Regions from separate parts of the Zea mays genome. Here region 2 is linked to region 1. Evidence: chromatin contacts called from public Hi-C data. All regions are on one chromosome and are shown on one strand. The core of a region is the stretch at or near the end of the contact, and the rest is flanking DNA. Distances in the headings are between cores, read along the strand shown. Region 1 overlaps LOC100274524. Region 2 holds the start of LOC100281150 (protein binding protein).

Region 1 (5,380 bases), core at 400-2,899:
GATCCAATGAGGGGTTGAAGCAGTTGTCGGATGTTATGGCCCTTTTTGCGCTCTCTTTGGCAAGATACAAGGATAGACATACCTTGGACATTTAGAAGCTAGTGGAGAGCATTAGCAAGTGTTCAAGTTGAAGATTAAGGATTTGCTAGAGTAAGGGAGTAGCAAGTGTGCATCATTTTAGGGCCAGGATTAGATTCCCAATCAAGTGACGACTAAATCTTGTCTTTTGCTAGGACCTGGATGGCTTGGTGTTGGTGTTCTCAGTGATCTTGCATTAGTGGGGATTGTTGAAATTTGTTATCCAGTTTTTTTAAATCAGATAGACCACCGGTGGAAAACACATATAGTTTTTTTTTATGATGGCGGTGAATTGGTGAGGTACAAGAGCCTTTTCGTTGCAAAACAAATTGTGCGAGCATCTGAAACACAGAAATAGCAGAACTCAAACCGGACGACACCCGATTAACTTGTAATAGATTGCAAGCATGCATGAACACGACAATCATATGGCGGGAAGAAGTAAAATGCAGCAGCGGTCCTTGAACTTGGCACGCTGTGTATCAATTGGGCACGTCCTCGAACTCAGGAAACCAGGAAAACATGCCATGTAGCTTGGTCGGCCCGTGAAAAACCTGGTTTGCTCAAACCGGATGCAGACGCGGCGTGCCACGTTTGAATGCGCACTAATTAAAGTTGGAGGATCAAAGGGACACAATATGCCAAGTTTAAAGACCCAAGTGAGTGAGTGAGTGGCTCTAATGTAGCACAACACGTCGATATCTGGCCTGAGCAAACCCGATTTTGGACGGTTTTAGATAGACCGGTAAGTTCCAGCACCATCTGTTTAGTTTAAGGAGCGAAACGACACACCGTGTCATGTTCGAGGATGTCTGATGCATATTGCTCGGCGGGAAGGCTGGGTACTAAGCTAATGTGACGCGGAGCGGGGCAGTGTTGTTTCTATCAGGAAGGACCGGCGTGCATGAAGATGTGCCGGCGCGCGTGCATGCCACTTATCTCCACATGTAAGCATGTTCGCGGTCATATGATGGCAACAAATGGCTGGCTGGAACAGTACAAATCACGGAACCTCTGGAGTCAGCAGAGAGCCATCACTCGCGGTGCAGTCTGTGGTTGAAGATCCTCTAGCTAAGTATATATATTCTCGAATCGATGTTTCAGCCATGCTGCGAACGATGTTGCGCGTTTGTGTCTGGCACTCTGGATTCAGAGAGAGAGAGAACAGCAAATACACCGAAGCGCACTCTTCGCCAAAAAAGAAACATTGTTTCATGCTCGCACTGTAGACCAACTCGGCTGACGGCAGCTGATGGGAAGCATGCCAGGTACAGTAAAGAAAGGTCGTGGCAAGTTTGTTCTAGCCGTCATCCGCACCCACTCGCGGACAAGGGAAAAAAATTTGCTAGTGACGGCTGACGGCTGAGAAGCGTGAGCCAGCGGGCGGCCGGCCGGGCTCAAAAGACGACAGGGACAGGCTCACCGTCGTCGGCACGCGATTCTTTACGTGATACTGTTTTGTTTTGTGTATGTACAAGGCCGCCGAAACAGCGGTCCGTACCAGCGGACTAGCAAGGTCCACGGACCATCTGCTGCAGGTGTCTGCGTGCGACTTGGACGCTGCGCAGTGGATGTCGCTGTATTACCGACTTGGATGCTGCGCAGTGGATGTCGCTGTATTTACCCCGCGTGGCGTGCGCCGCTCTGCTCGACTTCATCTGCGAGGAAGCTGCAGTGCCATCTGATGGTAACTGGTTTAGTGATGACTTTTACCATGGAGGCGGATGGACGGACCTCCGTTGACTTCATCTGATAGTTCATCTTCGTACGGTCGGTTCATGCCAAATGTCAGGCAAGCAAACAGTTTTTCCCGCCAAGAAATGTGTATCGGACGGTCCGTGCAAAACTGTTTGTAATAATCTTGCCCCTCAATCCATCATCGCCTGTCCACAGGCACCAGCCAGTGCTGTACTGCTGCTATCTTGGCATTACGGTAGCCGAGGAAACACATCGCTCTGCAAGAACCACACTGTACATATAGCAACCGACAGATGCTTGCAACAAACCGTATATATAGCAACATTAAGAGTGTACAGAATCCGTGCACATCAGATGTACAGCACGCCTCCGAGCATCTCTCTATACAGCGACCAAGGCCCATCCTGCTAACAACTTTTTCAACACTGGTGCTCTGATGAGCCCAACTAAAGGCACTAGAAGGGGGGGGGAACACACAAAACCGTTCTGAAAAGCGCATATAGGGTAAATGTCTGGCGAAGGATGACGTTGCTCAGTTCTCGGCATTTATTCCGAAAATCCGGACCTTGTGCATATTCGGTAGTTTCGCGACCACAAGCACACTGACGGCAAGGGTATTGAGGAAGAGCATAGGTTGTTGGTAGTCTGTGGTGTGCAGAGCTATCAGATACCTGTCAAGAAAATGTGGGGAGGAAGCAAGCTACAGTTAGTATCTTTCTGCGAATAATGGATAAAAATAGTGCAGTTCTGCCGCTCATTGCTTTAGCATACGAGTAGTAACGAATAAGGCATGAAAAGCAGTTAACTTTTTTTAGGATTAGCTAGTGCATCATGCATGTTCACTATATACCATGTGAGCCTGATGGAGTGACGAACGCAGAAGTCACATGAAAGATCAGTCTATATTAATTGCACTACAGCTCTACAGTCAGAACACACTCAGGATAATGAACAGTCAGCAATGTGTACAGGCTGACAAATATCTGAAAAAATACTGCAGCATTGCACTACCGTGAACACAATTATGCTATGCAAATGGAAGGTAAGGCATCCAATTGTACACATCATATACCCAAGACAAACTCTAATGTCCATGCTACATCTAGAAAAGGTGCTCTACCACCTACATGGCAACGTTCAAGGTTTATCCCACATTCACCATAAGGCGTGGCAGTGGCTTCTAAACAAAGTGAATTGGAGGCGGAGCTTAGTTCAGACCAAGGTGGGCCATGCTCCCCTGTCAACTAATTCTCCACTAAATAGTAAATAAACAATAATTTTAGTATTGTTCATGGTTATTATAGTTTAATTTAGCTAGACCAGACCCTCCTAATTGTTTGGTCAAGATCCACCTCTGAAGTGAACATTTGATTGCTTACACTATAATATACTCCCTCTGTTCTTTTTTGTCGTCGTTTAGTTCAGATATGAACTAACGAGCGACAAATATTCGAGAACGGGTGTAGTACCATTTAACGTTAACTTCCTAATTAATAAAAGAAAGGCTATTTTCCTCTTAGCAGCAAGCAGGGGCAATATTCCTGAAATCTAAGTGCATGGTGCCATCAAATGGCATTAAAATGTCTTCAATTATCAAAAGAAAGCGCTATTCCAGCTTTCCATCAGGTATTCGTATTGAACTACTGAAGCCATTAAAGGGACAGATTGCACTATTTTTTTGTGAGGATAGAGTAATGTTGTAACACAATCAACTAGATCGCACTAGGGCTGGAAAAAAAGCTCGAGGCTCGTCAGCCGGCTCGGACTTGCTCGGGCTCAGAAAGGCTCACGAGCCTGAATGAGCCCGAGTCAAACCTACTTTTGTGGCTCGCTCAAACAGTGAGCCCAAGCCAGCTCACGAGCCGGCCTAATGATATGGTGCTATGTTGTTACACTTACACTATTACATTATTATGTTATTGAATTGTTTTCTTATTTTTTATGGACCCAACACTAGATATAGTTTAAAATATGTTGCTGAATTTTTTATACATGTTTTTTTATTTTATATACAACGAAAATATACAATTTATGCTCTAAATGAGACTTAGTGTGGCGGCTTGCGAGCCTGACCCTGAGTCGAGCCTAATCTTCCTGCTCGCAATGTGATTGAGTCAAGCCGAGCTCGGCTCGTTTCCAACCCTAGATCGCATTACCAAGCACAAAAAAGGCAAGCTCATAAGTCATATCTTTCACAGGAACTGTCTTGACTATCTGCGCAAAAGCTATACAAAGAGTATTTAGTTTCCAAAGGGCAAAATTGTACCTATTTCTCTGACATGATCATCAAAGAGGATTAGATTTGTGATCATGTTTTCATTTCATTCCTTGAGAACCATGATAGAAGTCATATATTCATATGCATAAAAAGGTAATACCTTACACTACACAATTTTCTCTATAATTTATTTGTACAGTAATGTTCTTAAATAAGTCAAGTAAGCTACCTAAATAAACAGATGGTTTCCTAGTTCCTATATAACCGCGGCCAAGTCACTACTATGTGGTGTCTGACTAACCTTCTTTTGTTTCTGTCAGGGATAACATTCATGGGCCATTTGGCACGCTCCTTGGAGCAGCTTCTATGCGAGAATCACTCAACCAAGGCAAACAGTAAAATCTGTACAGATTCTGATAAAGAGTAAACATCAATCACTTCTCCATTTGCACTAGAAGCTGGGAGCTAAAAAAACACCCTCCTCACTGCTACCTATTCAATCTCCACGAGAATCATTCTAGAATTGATTCTCACCTGCTCCCCACTCCACTCACCCACCAGAATCACTCCATCAAAGAATCAAGGACCTGGAGCTCTACAAACAGGCCCTCGAATATCAGGGAGCACGGCTACCTACATAAAGTCTCTTAATAGCAGATTTCATTTAATAAATAGATGAGGATATACAAATAAGAAACTAATGTGTCCAAAGAAATTGCACACCAATGGACTCAAAGGTTGCGAAAGAGCCTCTAGCTGAGTTGGTTAGGTGGTCTAAGTAGCACTCCTCAGATCCTGTGATTGATTCCACGTGAGAGCGAATTTCAGGTTGTGGTTAAAAAAATCCTCTCATCTGTCCCACGCCAAAGCACAGGTCTAAGGCCCGGTACCGGTCGTTCTCACATGAGCTATGGTGCCGCTGTGTATAGGTCACAGGGGTTCTAGGGCTTTCTCGACTTGTGTGAGGTCTTCTTCTTAATACAAGGATGTGGGGGCGTCTTACCCATGCAGGTCGAGTTTTAATGGAGTCAAAGATTACACACAAAAGTTTTTATTTTCTACAAAACAAGGATAGGGGTTATGGACCATATGTCAAACCTCAAACAACACAGTTGGTGAGGATAAACAGTGAGATCTCACACAATAGTGGATTCATTTGCATTTCTGAAATACAATATACTATTGACTAGTCCAAAGTCACACAGATTATGGTTTCACCGTTTCAGTGATTAGTAATGGTCATTGACCTAACAGGGTGGTAAACAGTGATATTTTCCCACAATCGTGGTCTCAAATGAACTGAAATATAAGAATATTGTTACTGATGCATTTGTAGGCTGCAAGTACCAGAGGCGCAGGCGCCAGGATCCAGCAGCATAATCAAAC
Region 2 (5,876 bases), core at 266-2,765, 210 kb before region 1:
TTGTGCCGCCCTCATGGCCTTGATCTCCCCAACGTGTGACTCCCGCTCCTCGAAAGAACAAACGTTGCTAACGGCGTCGGGAAGTGAGTACCAAAGAAGTCTCCAAGGTAGTTCTTTTGCTAGAGATCCCCCGTAGTTCTTGGCAAGAGCGAGTCCCCACTCCGATTGTAACCCTTAACAATCGTCAATAAAGTGCAATTTCGAGACCTTTACCTGAGTCAGGCGTATGAAATAAGCGACAAGCCCTGGCCCAAGGACAGACTGACTCTCCTCTTTTTCTCCAGTAGCTAACTTTATAAGCAACAAGATGAACACAAGGATCATGGGTCAGCCAACGAAGGAATTAGCAGAACAATAGGTAGAAATCTTCATCGATAAACCAACTAAGTTATTCCATCCTTCCAAACTAATCGTTTCAATATTTCTTATTTGCGTTAAAGGGTGCTCAGTGATATATGTCATTGTGTCGTGTCTCCCTCCCACGGGACCCTGGACAGAAAGGGGGGCTATGACAATGTAACCTGAGGCTCCACAATCGAACCCCGGGGAAGAGGGATGCACATGACGACCCTGCCCTCATCCCCGTTAAATGGACCTAAGGAATGGATGATACAAACGAAAGGTTCCCTCAAGGAAGTCGGTCGGACTGCTAACACTTACGCCTCGGAGGCTATGACATCGGTCACCAGTGGAATCTGAAATCCTGGAAGGTTGCGGACGGGCGTTCTAATAGGACGACCACTGGTGACGATGTAGAGTCGAAGAGAGGTGGAGATTGAGATTGAGAAACTACAACTAGACTTACGCTATGTCTACTCCTAAGACATGATAAGGTAATTGGATTGGTTCGATTGAATTGTGTGTCTTCTCAATCGGTCGTACCCTTCATATATATATAGGTGGAGGTCTGGACTTGTTACTAGGCGAGATCCAACATTTTTTCGCGAGTTTGTTAGGATAACCACATATGGGTTTAGGACTATCGCCTGAGTTAATTTAATCACGGACCGTTTGGACTACACCTATGGATCTACCGTCCGGCCGTCCAGGTGCCAAATATGTTGTGCAACTGTCATAATTTGTGTAACTAGTTTTATAATTAGATTTTATTTTATATACTTTTAACTAGCAACAAACACCCGATGCGATAGAGATTAAAGTTTAAGGTACGTTTGGTTCTATATCTATGGTGTCAACAATTGTTTTACACTTGTATAGGGTTAGACGCTTAAATTTTAGTCACGTATCACCTTTGGACTTTCTTTTAATTCTCACTTTTTCCTATCTTATGTTGTTACGCGAGAACGGAATTATGTTTTATAACTTTTTTCTCGAATGTTAAAAAGTAGAGACAATCCCATATATACCATCGGAATTTATACTTATTTTTATGTGCCATTGGCCACATATATCATACACAAATAATATCCCTTAGATTATAAAATCTGATGACATACAATTTATTTTTACTTAAAAAAATATTGACTCATACCTCGTCATCTCTGCTTTGGCTCTTCACTGCTTCCCGAGACCCGAGGGTCCAATTTACGCGAGGGGGAGAAAGAGGCTACACGGAACCACGCGCTCACGGAGTCACGGCTCATCTTCGGACCTTCCCCAGTTCCCCGCGATATCGCTAGGGTTTCCGCGATGGCGACACTTCGCTCCCCGAGCCCCCGCGGAGACGTTCTCCTCGACTCGGCGCCGCTCCTCGGTGGTGTCGGGCGGCGCCGCGCGGGCGCGCTGCGCCGGCCGTCTCTCCGGGGCGCGGCGCGGCTGCTGCGGCGTGGCGGGCGCCGAGCGATGCGGGAGCCGTCACTGCTGGTGCGGGAGGCCGCGGCGGAGCAGCTGGAGGAACGGCAGGCGGATTGGGCCTACTCCCGCCCCGTGGTGGCGCTCGACTTCCTTTGGAACCTCGCCTTCATCCTCGTCTCCGCCGTCGTGCTCGTGCTCAGCCACCACGAGAGCCCCTCCATGCCGCTTCGTTTCTGGATCGCTGGGTACACCGCCCAGTGCGTCGTCCACATGGTCTGCGTTGCCATCGAGTATCGTTTGCGATACGGCCAGCTCGGCGGGTCGCCAATTCCTGTCGACGAGGAGAGCGGAAGTGGTAGTGCATCATCGTCCTCCAGCGACGACGACAGAGAGCACGGCTCCCATAGTCGAAGTGGTGACTGCCTCAGGTAATTGGAGTACGTGGCGAGATAGACGCAGTTCCCTTAAATTTTTCTGTCAGTAGCTGGAGTGATTTTCATGTTTGTAGTTATAGCTTAGGGATTCTCACTTTAGTTTTAATATTCCTTATTGTCTAGTTTCTGCTTGAATGTTTGCATAGTTGCTTGAAATGTTGTTTGTGTTGGGCAGTGCAGGCGGAACCACATATCTGGGGGCGACTGTGACTGTTGAACAATAGACGAATCGTAATAGTGCATTTGGTCTGGTTGTGATTTATCCCTTCTCCCAATCCAACATTTCTGCCCAATGTTGCAGAATATAGGCACATTTTCCACTCACTTAAATTCATTTGTATGTAATAAAAAATGGTATCGTAGCACACCTGCTGAAGGGGTTTCCTCCTGTGCACTATTTTTCTTCGAATTGTTTTTGTTTGGTGTCTTCCACCATCTAGCACTTCGCTTCCAATATGTTAGTACCATCTTCTTTGGTGATCCCCTCATCTCCACCACCTTTGGCAGCAAGGACAAAGCCCTCCTGAGTGAGCCAGCTAACGACGTCAGCTGCTTCCATCGAGATATTGAGCAGCAGTACCAGTCTAGCTGGGGAGTGACACCGGAGGAAAGTTGCTGGGTGATCTGGATCTGGATGCTGCTAAGCAAGGGGGTTGTAGCCTTGAAGGTGGGGTTGGCATACGATGGTGGCCATGGACTCTACTGCTAGTGAGCAAGCATATCAACTACGGGGAAATGGGTTAGGCAGCTGTTGACAGTGGGATGGATTGAAGTGTGGTCTATTGGTGCAGTGGCAGAAAGAGCAAGCTGAGTGTGGAAGGCAATGTTACTTTTGCAATCCAGAGAAGAAAAAAAAATGGTGGCACAGGAGCAAAACCCTTTGTGAGAGTGCTGTGAGAGTAGTTTTTCTTAGCTACTTATGTTTCTCTTATTATGCATTGAAAAGCTAGATCATATGGAGAACTTCTGTGAGGTAATTGGTACTAAAATCTCAGTGGAACTTAAGATGTTGAGGCGGAATAGTTCAGATTGAGTGTAGAGCAACAACTTTTCAAAAAGTACCACATACCACGTCTCTGAAGCCTATCTGATGAGATCACTACAGTTGTTTCTTGCAATGCCCAGTCTAGTTATTTTTTGTTTCTGAGATCTCCATCCACTTGATCACACAGTAGTACAAGTTTATTTGGCCATACTGGTGCATAGAACCATGACCATGATGACGTTCAAAATTCAAACACGACACCGTTCACTTGATTTTGCTGTATAATTTGAACCTTCGAACAAGATGTTTGACAGATATGTGATTTTGATAGACTAAGTAAGATAGAGTCTGTTAGTCTGCATTTGTCGTTAAGCCACCTACGGAAGTCTAACTACTGGTATATTCTGCATATTTGGCTATATGTGGACTAACTTGGTGGCTAGTTTCTTGTATTTTATTATGCATTGCTCAGATTGCATTGTTTGGCTTCATATATGCCAGTGTACACATTAATTTTTCATTGATTCCAAAAAATAAATAATTTTTTGTCTATAAGCTTAAGCTCCATACTTCATCACATTGAATTATCTGCTGCCTGCTGAATTCATCACACATATTGTTTCTATTTCTTAATCCCATTTACCGGCTATTTTTTGTTAATATTTTTAACATGTAAACTACCAACTATGTCCTCTTTGCCGTCTTGCAGTATAGCTAAACATCTGGAGTCTGCTAACACAATGTTCTCATTTGTGTGGTGGATAATTGGATTTTATTGGGTATCTGCTGGTGGAGAAGTTCTTACCCGTGATGCGCCTCAACTTTACTGGTACACATAGTTCTTTTTTTCGTTAATTTTACACATAGTTCTTGAAAATATAGTCACCTTTTATATGGTCACCATTTGTGTCCATTATAATCATGCTACTTTATGATTTCTTTTGCAGGCTTTGCATCGTATTTTTGGCGTTTGATGTTTTCTTTGTCGTCTTCTGTGTGGCTTTGGCCTGCATCATTGGTATTGCTGTTTGTTGCTGCCTTCCTTGTATCATAGCAATTTTATATGCAGTGTCGGATCAGGTACGTCTTCTCAAATATATGTTGATAAAAGTTTTCATTAACTGCTAAACTTCGTTAGTTTTTCTATTTATGATGTGGTAAATTGCTTTACTAGTTTCACTATCTACTTATGTGGCATAACCTTATTTAGTTTATCTCTTTTAGTATAAGCTTCAGTATGCCACAGTGGTCAGTAGATAAATATGGTAAATGTTTTTCAAATCAAGCTGGTTAGGCTGTGTAATTCATTACGTGTGAGGATTGAGGAATATTGATAATCTTTTTGAATGGTTGCTAAACTATCAGGTCTAAGCATAGCTAAACAATCATCAGGTTAGACTTTTGCTGGGTCTGTTTTGACATGTTCCGGTTATTTCTAGAACTCATGTATCTTGCCAATCATGAAATTGAATTTTGAGTTAGTCATGTTACTGTTATGCTGCTGTGTCAATTTTACCTGCAAAATCGTTCAATTAAAATATTGATTGATTATGCATGCCGGCACAGTTGTGATGATTGAAACCAATGTCTAGTGGAAATGAAAATATCTAGCACTGCCACTTATCTTGGCTGATCCTAGTTGGAGATGTGGACATGTTCCTGGTAGGAAAGTTGGCTCAGCTCATTAACATTATCTTTTTACCCCCTATATGAGTAGGCCATGGTGTTTATAGCAAGCTTTGAGAACTTCCAATGTATGAGCAAGTTGTACATACTGCTGTTCTAGATTTACTGTGATGAGTGACATGGTGAAATTACATGTCTTTCTATGTTTAAGTTTACTTTCTTCGTTTTCTTTTATTGCACATTAATTTGTTAGCATGATTTAAAAAAATGAGTACCTTCTGTCCATCTGACTGAAAACAGGAGGGAGCATCTGAAGATGACATTCGTCAAATTCCAAAATACAAATTTCGGAAGATGGAAGAGCCTGAAAAGCAGTCTGTTGGTGTGCCTGGATCTTCTGGTGGAATAATGATAGAATGTGGAACCAATCAACCTATTGAAAAAGTACTTGCAGCTGAAGATGCGGTAAGTTCACTAGCTCTTGATTCTTAACTTATGATGTGTTTGGTTTGAGGTCAAAGTACGATGAGGCGGGGGGACGCCCTCAATTTTTTGGGATCACGCCGCCACAAAAAATTGCTCCGGTGTTTACTTCACCCCGCGTGACTTTCATCCAAACACTATAGAAAATATGGTCGTCTCCTTCCATCCATCCTTGTATGTCCAACCAAACACACCATTATTGGATCAGGGAGACTGAGGTTCTTAATTATTTGAGTGAAAGAAGTTTGATAAAATAAGTTTGACAAACTATTGATATAGGCGATGTGTTAGATCAAGTAAAAAACATTGGAATGGAGAAGGGACGTCTGAAAGAACTGATAGTAGCTAACTCTTTGTTATTACTGTACTTGTTAATGGCCAAAACCATAGGTATCGCTCTATGATGTATCTTAGGTGCCGTTTGGTTCACGTATTTGTAACGTAATGGGTAACTGATAACGTTAAATCATGTTTGTTTTAGTCCAACCGTAATCAGATACCACACTAAAATTTGATACCGGCATATTCAAATTTGTTACCGCCAGTAATCGAGTGTAAACCATTACCATTTGCGTTACATTTTTTGAACCAAA

Evidence for each region. Hi-C and Micro-C count contacts between places; a contact is called where the count stands out from the background.
Region 2: a contact with region 1 is called in a Hi-C map of tassel, with 2.5 times the contacts expected there. The contact joins the promoter of LOC100281150 here to the enhancer-like site in region 1. A contact is called at or near these places in 3 of 25 Hi-C or Micro-C datasets (bundle sheath, ear and tassel).

The regions. Positions count from the first base shown.
Region 1 is chr4:160,324,675-160,330,054 of Zm-B73-REFERENCE-NAM-5.0, reverse strand. It overlaps LOC100274524, which reads right to left. Exons shown (of 4, transcript NM_001148881.1): 4 at 2,036-2,447. Among protein-coding and RNA genes, the nearest start is that of LOC100274524, 10 kb to the right of the region's middle. Within about 2 kb of position 1,649, at least 18 of the 20 cell types and tissues checked have an H3K27ac peak or open chromatin away from gene starts, as enhancers often do. A contact at or near this core is called in bundle sheath, ear and tassel, where this site is marked.
Region 2 is chr4:160,537,090-160,542,965 of Zm-B73-REFERENCE-NAM-5.0, reverse strand. It overlaps LOC100281150 (protein binding protein), which reads left to right and starts at 1,515. Exons shown (of 5, transcript NM_001154069.3): 1 at 1,515-2,183; 2 at 3,884-4,003; 3 at 4,122-4,254; 4 at 5,101-5,265. The coding sequence starts at 1,651.